Regions from separate parts of the Mus musculus genome. Here region 2 is linked to region 1. The links are chromatin contacts, called in public promoter capture Hi-C maps. All regions are on one chromosome and are shown on one strand. Each heading gives the region's core, a stretch centred on a gene start, on an enhancer-like site or on the middle of the called end of the contact. The rest is flanking DNA. Distances are from core to core; before and after follow the strand shown. Region 1 holds the start of Dusp10 (dual specificity phosphatase 10). Region 2 holds the start of A430105J06Rik (a long non-coding RNA gene).

Region 1 (4,334 bases), core at 1,293-3,792:
GTCTAAACAAAGGTTGAGATCCTGAGGTCGGACAGGCCTAGATAGTGCCACTACTACCCTGTCGTCTAAAGGAGATGGAGGCATGAGGAGGCTGAAAACTGGCAATTCAAGAAGTCAAGAGTCTGGAAAGAAGGGGAAGAAAGAAAAAAATAAAGTCACATGAAAACAAAGCCAGTCTCATCCAATCCCCGGGGGAAGACCTCTGCATATCTCTGAGCAAAGTCAAAGTCCTTCTAGGTGCCCTAGGTTGTGATACTATCAAAGGCTAAAATTCACTTTGATCTGTTCAGAGAGGATGCATACCTGAGGGGCCCCATCCATTCTGATGCTAAGTCAAAGGTTAAAATTAGACTTGACATTAGAAACGGTAAGAGACCTCCTGTCACATAATGTTAGAGACATGCATCCAAGTTCAGCCTTAGTGGAGGTAAAGGCACAGAGGCCTGAAAAACAGTGAAGGCAGACAGGGAGGCTCTTAGATTTATTCTGAGCCTCCTCTCCTGTGCAGAGAAGTCTATTTCACCTGTGATGGATGCATCTGTCCACCCTGGCATGTACTGTATTTCATTTCTTTCCCCAGAGCCAAGGCAAAGAGACAAGCAAGAGCACTGTTGGAGCTCACAGAGATGCACGGAGATGCTTGGCAGCTAGCTATATTTACATGGGGGCTGGATGTTAACCTTCTGCATATCAGAAGGAATGTGTCTCCCTAAGTCAGCCTCCATGGCTAGGAGCTAATCTTCCTTTCCATTCTGGTGGGTCCTTTGAAAAGCTCAACGTCATCCTATTCAGAGCTCACATTAGACTCTTCCAAATCAAATCAAGCCATTACCACACACACACACACACACACACACACACACACACACTTACACTACGAATAACTATCCAGAAACCAAGTTTCCAAGGAGTCAGATCTAGGAACCCCACCCCAGGCTGACCCATGGCCCGTTCCTCTGTGACCCCACTCATCCTTACACTTCTCTATGCTGTGCCCCTAAGCAAAAAAGAGCATGTGTTTCATCTGGTCATACAGACAGACTTTGCATCTCCACTGGAGTGGCAACTTTGTAAAAAATGTTTCAACCCTATACTGATATTCTTCTTGGAAACAGTGTGGATTCCAAGAGGGCAACCTCACTCGTCCCTTTACCACAGTTAGGCTAATTGGGAAGCTCAGACCTAGAGCCCACGGGGGCTGCCTTTGCCTCCTCCAAGGGTGCCTGCAATGGATCACTTTCCTCCTCCCGGTAGGCACAAGGCCACCCTATAACATAGCAATTCTGACTCCTCTACTAGAGAAATCAAACCCCAAGCAAGAGCCACTCATCTAAACGAACTTTAAGAGCTGACTGGAAAAACATCAAGGATCATCGGTCTATTCATGACCGTAACTGTTCTCTGAGACCGAGCCAAAGTGTCACCAGCAAAATCCACACACGCGCACCCAGGAGCACGTCCCCACCCGTGTAGGCATATCCCCACTGACTCGGGTTTCTCTCACCCACCTTTGGTTGGGAGCAAAGGATCAAACCTTCTGCCTGCCTCCCTCCCTCCCTCCCCTCCCCTCCCCTCCCTCCCTCCTTCCCTCTCCCTTGCGTAGTATTTTTTTTTTCAGAGCGAGTACTATTCCAAAAACTGTTAACTGTGTCCCAGCTGGAACATGAATGCAGTCAAAGTCTTTGCTATTTTGCTACCTGGTAAGGGGACATCCAGGATTAGTAGCCTATTCCCTAGGAGGAGAACCCGGGAACGACTTTCCAGAGACACAGGCTGGGACCGGTACCTCTTCACTGTGCTGCTGCTCACACACGGGCACAGAGCGCACTGAGATCTGCATCCTTGCAGCAGATAGCTCCAAAGCCAGTCTGGCCCGGGAAACCTCCCACAAAAATAGCACGAACCCCCTACCCCCTTTCTCGCTAATCTTCCTTCCACCACTAACAGGGACTGAAGAAAAACCAAGTGCTTAAAGAATGCTCCTTCCCCACTCCTGGGGCACGTAGCATCCCTATTCCGTGCCACCACTGAGCATCATGAGCAAAGCCTTGGGCTTTGAAAACTGCCATAAAGCATCTTAACCAAACCAAAACTCATTTCCCCTCTTCATCCCAGGGCAAGCAGAGCCAAAAGACTAAACCTTAGGATCTTCCTTACCTGACGTAGGTCCGTCTCTGTCTCTCTGACACTGTCTCTGTCTCTCTCTCTCTCTGTCTCTCTGTCTCTGTCTCTCTCTCTCTCACTCACACACACACACACACACACACACACACACACACACACATACACACACACACACACACGGAACCCTCCACCCTCCGGCTCTGAGTGACCCGTGATGTCTTCCACTTACTTCATCAATAAGCGTAGCCCTCTACCATCTGGCGCCCGCTCCAGCTATGCGCTCGCGCAGTGCGCCCCCATTCACTCAGCTTCATTGATCCCCAGCAGCAACACAGAGTTACTTTCTCTTTTGCTACAGCGTAAATGTAAGCTTTGGAGGGGGCGGGGTTGCCTCCGAGCGACGGCGCGATACGCCAATGAAGACCCAGAGGCTGCCGCCCGCTACATCACAGTGGTCTCTGACCAATAAGAAGCCGAGGAGGGCGGAGAAAGGGGCGAGGCCTCGCCTTGGGAGGGAGGCCGGCTCGGACCCGCTAGTGGGTTTGGTGTGTTAGAACGCGCGGGTGGTGATGTCATTGGCAACCAATCAAAAACTTAAAAGTGCTAGCCCGGGCCCGCTTGGAGCAGCGGCTCTCTATTTACATGTAAACCTAGGCAGCAGGACGCGGTTAACCCTTCCTGGGACTGAAGTGTCAATGGCTTGCTCTGGTCGCTCCGGCTGAAACTGGTTCTTCTGACCCTCCCCCGCCCCCTGTTGAGGACATCAGCCTCGCGGGGTCTCCATTCCGCCTTTTGACTCCAGGTGGAGTGTCCATCCAACTTTCCCCAGGCCGGAGACGACTCGAAGCCGGGTCCCTCCATGGCTGTGGCTGCGCCGCGCGGGACGTGAGCGTGCACAGGGCCGGCCTCCCCGCAGCCCCGCTTGGCCCGGCCCGCAGATGTCGCTGCCCCTCCGGCTGCCCTACTGCTCTCCCGCGCGGCGGCTGCGCGCCGTGCTCTTGTTCCCCTACTTCCGTGACCCTGTCACTCCTCCGCCGTCCCCAACCTGTTCTCAGGAGCCCGACTCCGATCCCGAAGGCGGCACTCCGGAGAGCTACTCGGAGGAGGACGCCTGGCTCTGTGAGAGCAGCCACTGGGGGCCGGTGTTGAAGGGCAGCGTGGGCGCCGTCCCGCAGAGCTGGGCGTGGCCGGGCCCTCCGAACGCCCCACAAGCCCCGCAGCCCAGGCACCGACCTCCTCCCAACGCGGTCCCCGCTTCTCCCGCGGCCACCTCCCCCTGTGCGATGTTTTGGAGCCCGCAGTCCATCCGCCCCCCGGTGCTGGGCCGCCCCCGGCCCTCAGTGGCGCAGGGCCCTCGGCGAGCCAAGGAGCGCCAGCCTGGAACAGCAAGCGCCGGCGGGAAGGAGCCAGAGCTCGGGTTGAACAGCCAGAATGAGCGGCGCTTGAGGAGCATGGAAGGGCCCACGCCAGCTCTCCCGATTCCCCGAACTTTGTCCATCAGAGGGGTCACTACTGGTCGGGGTATGTCACCGGTGAAGAGAAGTGGGAAGCTGAGCAAGCCTGCTAGCGCCTTGCCAGAAAAATATCAGGGAAGGTACAGAAGAATGACCCTGGAATTCAAAGGAGTGGAAAAGCCCAGATGAACTGTGATGAAGTTGCGTTAAAGAATCCTAAAGCAATAGAGCTTTTTATACCTCCCTACCCCCTCAGAGAGGAAGACCAAAATGTGAAGTAATTGAAGTGGAATAAAACATTATCAGCTCCGTGGCAGGTTCAGATGTCCTTAATGATGGGAGGCGTTTGCTTTAGGCCCCAGACATTCACCATTGCTGTTGATCTAGGATCATAAGGTGTCCAACCATCATCACCTTCGCTGACTAGCTCTGTCGATTCAGCATGATCTCCCTTGAGTTGAGCACTTCTACACAAGTGCACACTGGGGTTGGAAAAGGATTTTCTTTAGCCCCATTCTGTCTACACACCCAAATACACAGCACCCACACCCGAATGTCTGCACACGAGTGTCCAGGTCGCACCCTTTGGTCCTTAGATCTTTGAGGATTAGCAGGATCAGGCTAGTGGAGGAGGTAGGCTGTGCGCATTTTCCGTGGAACCCAGAAAAGAATTTCCCAGAGCACTTTTGTAGGTTATCTATATCCCTGAATATTTACTGCTGGGGTTCCCATTTACGGTTTGAGTTCTAGGTATTA
Region 2 (4,092 bases), core at 403-2,902, 2.7 Mb before region 1:
TATATATATATATATATACATACATACATAGACACCAATTGAAATCAATCAACATGAGGATTCACATTTTCTGTTGCTTTTCTTTCTTTTCTTATATTTTTATTTTTTTCGAGACAGGATTTCTCTGTGTAGCCCTGGCTGTCCTGGAACTCACTCTGTAGACCAGGCTGGCCTTCAACTCAGAAATCTGCCTGCCTCTGCCTCCCCAGTGCTGGGATTAAAGGTGTGCACCACCACGCCCAGCTTTTCTTTTTCTTTTAAGACAAATCTGGAGTACTAAAAACCAATATATAAAGAATGAAAACCTACTGGTTCGCTATAGACGGCTGCTGGGACGTATTTCAGGAGACCAGATCCTTTAATAACACTGGTGGGCTTTGGGGTGGGGGCTGGAATATGGTGGGGAATCCAAGAGCAAGTCACAAAACCAAGGGGATTCCTTACATTTGTAGTCCTTCGAAGGAAGGGTGGAGTCTGAGTTTAGCAGATTAGTGAAGGAACTAGGTAGGATTTAAAGGTTTAATTTAGGAGGGTAATCCTATTGTCGCCCTCACCCCCAAACCCCACCTTGGGACTAACTGCAAGGCTGCTTTAGTTTAGGGCAGGTGCTAGGGAGGATTTAGGACATGGCTCATTCCACCGCCCCTTACCCGGGCAGCCTCTCAGATCTATCAAAATCCAGAAACGTCCATTCAAAAACACCGTGCTTGGTCCTTAGGGGAAAAACAACAACAACAACAACAACAACAACAACAGAACAATAGCCAACAACAACAACAACAACAACAACAACAGAACAAAAGCCAAACCAGCACAAGAACATGTTAAGAGTTGAGCTTGCTTTCTGATTCCGTAGCTGTTCCCTTGTTATCCATTCCTTCTCGGAGAGTCTCGATTCAGTGGGTTCGGAATGCGGTTTCTAACTCGGAACCCAGCTTCTGGGGGAGGGAAAGGAGAGCAGTCAGCAGCAGCCGCCCAGAAGGGGCCGGGGTGAGGCCAGGAACCGACTCTGCCGGAGAAAACCGGTAGGTCGTGTCCTCTCTCCGTCCCTACCCGAGGCTCCCACAGCGGAACTTCAGGCGGGACAACTGTTCCGGAACTAGAGGAGGAAGTTCCGTGTGTTGCAACACGACGGAATTATCAGGTGGCACTTCCGGCGAGCCAAGATGGCTGCGGCCGTTCAGGACTCACGTGTGAGCCCAGGGGAGATACTGAAGCGTTCTCCGAAGAAGAAGAAAAAGATGAAGATGGTAGCCAAGGCTGCAGCGTCGAAGCTAGAAGATGAGGTCAAAGACTCTTCTGATGGAGAAGGTAATGTGGCCTGGCGGAGCTTCGGCGGCTGAGCTTCCTTCCCATGGCTAGGGTTGCGTTTCCTTGCCGTTGAGTGTGTGGGGCGAGTGAGGTTGGGCGAGGAGCCCTGCTGTTCCGAGGCTCCTCGCTGTCACGGTTAATTTTGTGTTTCCACTCAGTCAGCTGTTACTGAGATGGGCGAAACTGCCGGTGCCAATCAGAAACTTAACAGTAAAGGAAGAGATAATGACAGGCAGTACACAAATTAAGAGCAGAGCAAAAGATGGGCAGGCGATAACCCCAGGCCTTTTGCAGGTCCTGTACCCGCTTAGAAGTGGAGTAAAAACACGGTTAGTTGTCGCAGATCAAAACATAGGCTAAGTGTTTGGGCACAGAAGAACCAAAGCTGGTATTGAGAACCTTGCAAAATGTTCGCATCTTTGGGAGGATTTGACTCTTTTTACTTACAGCCAGTCAGTTTGTTAGCAGATCATAGAAACGGCTGTAAGAGCAATGTTGCGAGCTTCTATTTGGAACCCCTAGCAAAGTGAAAGGAAGGGTCGCGATTGAAATAATGGGTGGGATAGGCTCAGGGAGCCAGCAGCAAGAGGCCACAAGAGAGAAGAAATACTGTTACTGTGCAGGGGGGATTGTGAGCCTTTGGGAGTTAGAAAAGAGAGAGTTAAAGAAATGGTAAAGGAGAGATACTGAAGTAACGTTTGATACAGTTTCAGAATGAAAGGTAGGTGAGTCTCCGGAGGTCTCCCCATTGTGTGGCTGGGGTTGGCTGCTACTTTTAAACATACTTCTTGGCAGGAGCTTCTTAGGAAGCTCAGGCATTTGGCTCCCACACTCCTTTACTGCTTCGGTGTGGCTAATGCTTTCAGTTAACCGCGAATGTGGCTTCAGTTACTACGGGAAGCCACTAGTTCATGAGTAACATTCAGAATTTTTAACTTGCTTTTAACTTGCATGATAGGTCTGGTCACTTGCTGCTCTGCTGTTTTCTGTTCATGTTGGCTGCTCATTCTGGAGGTCTCTGCCTTTTGCCTGCAGTATTCCTGAAACACCTGTATGTCACCTACATTTTCATTGACTTCAGTCTCTGGTCCAGTACTTGTCAAAGAGATTTTCCCTTATTTTTCTAATGCAGCCTTTTCTGTCACTCTCACTTGAGGCTTGATGCTTTGCTTTCTTTAGACGCTTTTATTATTATTATTACTTTATTTATTTTTAAGTTGTATGTATGTGCGCTGGGCGTGAGAGGAGATTGAATGGCTGCTGAGGAAGAAACTGTTCCTGTGGAAGAGCAATGCATGCACATGTTCTCCAGCCCCACTCTGCTCACTTTAAAAGCACCACGTTTTAAATCTTGTGAAGCGTTTGTGCTGTTTGAAAGTTCCCTAAGTGTGCAGACACTTGAACCTCAGTTCCTAGATCAACAACTGTCACTCAGGGGTCCATAAGTTAACGAATGAGTGCACTTGGACTTCAAGACCAAGAAGCAGCTGACTAAGCTTTTGAGGTCCTCAGCCCTCACCAGAGGGGTTAAAAAAACAACCTGTTGGGCAGGAATTAGAAGCTCTGGTCCTGGTGGTGTTTTTACTGCATTGGTTTATTTGCTGTGTACCCACATGTGGAGGTCTGAGGACTTATAGGAGTTTGGCAGCAGGTGCCATTACCTGCTCAGCCATTTTATCTCCTATGGTACAGTTTTGAATTGAATAATTGTAAGCATTACTGTCTAAGAAAAAAAAAACACTATTACATTTAAGTAAGACATCAACACTGCTTTCGGATTTGGGTGGAAATTGGATTTCTTTTCTCAATATTAGATAATTGCGAGGGAAAATGTTCTTTTCAGCACAAATACTGACTAGGTGTCTAAAGTTTTCTTCAGCTTTAGATCATATGTTAAGGAGGCTTTTGAATAATATAGAAACATATAATGAATATAATGAAAACATATAATATAGAAACATCCAATGAATGTTTGCACTCTATTATGTTACAGTAACCCTCTAGGCAGTGACTTAGAGTTACAGTTACAAGAGGATGTGAACACAAGAAATGGTCAGGATGGAGTGTGTCTGGGTGAGGGCATGTGCGGGAAGTATTTATATTGTTCAAAACTAATGATACCACCCACATATGTGACCTTGCAAATAGAGAATCCACAGTTATGAGGTCAAATGTATCCTCTTGTGAACCACTAACAGCCTGTCTGCAGCTTCTGTGATGATCACCACCTACTTTTCAGGATCAGGTCTTGTTGGTCCCTAAGTGACTAGGGCTCAGCTTGGAGCTGTTCTTTTGGCTGCAGAAACGGGCTCTTCTAGCTACATTTACTAAGCCAACTCTTTTGTTGCTGTTTTTTTTTAAAGCTTTTCTTCTTAATCTAGAACCACATTCAATGGAGTTGTTGTGTCTCTAATATTAGAGTCTTTAAAAGTTGTAAATTGCATTGTTTATTTATTGGGGGGGGGGGGACAGACGTGCTACATCAGCACCTGCACACGCGGAGGTCAAAGGACAGCCTGTAGGAGGAGTAGGGTCTCTGTTATTGCTGAGGAGGATTGAACTCAGGTCCTCACTAGGCTTGTGGCAAGGGCATTGACTTGTTGAGCCATTTAGCTGGCTCTATGTCTTTTTTAGTATTTGTATTTATGTGCACGTGGGTCTGTGCCAGAGGCGTTATATAATTACATCCCCTGGAGTCTGCCTTACACATGCTTATGAGTTTCCTGACGCAGTGCTGGGAACTGAACTCAGGTCCTCTGAAGAGCCCCAAATGTGCTTACT

Evidence for each region. Promoter capture Hi-C pulls out the DNA fragments that hold promoters and counts their contacts.
Region 2: a promoter capture Hi-C map of embryonic stem cells shows a contact between it and region 1, with 29 times the contacts expected there. The contact joins the promoter of A430105J06Rik here to the promoter of Dusp10 in region 1.

The regions. Positions count from the first base shown.
Region 1 is chr1:184,032,589-184,036,922 of GRCm38.p6, reverse strand. It overlaps Dusp10 (dual specificity phosphatase 10), which reads right to left and starts at 2,542. Exons shown (of 4, transcript NM_022019.6): 1 at 2,354-2,542; 2 at 1-122. The coding sequence starts at 84. It overlaps 1700056E22Rik (RIKEN cDNA 1700056E22 gene), which reads left to right and starts at 2,925. Exons shown (of 1, transcript NM_028516.1): 1 at 2,925-3,891. The coding sequence starts at 3,063. The coding sequence ends at 3,767.
Region 2 is chr1:186,746,383-186,750,474 of GRCm38.p6, reverse strand. A430105J06Rik (a long non-coding RNA gene) reads right to left here and starts at 1,652. Exons shown (of 2, transcript XR_003948551.1): 1 at 651-1,652. It overlaps Rrp15 (ribosomal RNA processing 15 homolog (S. cerevisiae)), which reads left to right and starts at 1,117. Exons shown (of 5, transcript NM_026041.2): 1 at 1,117-1,311. The coding sequence starts at 1,167.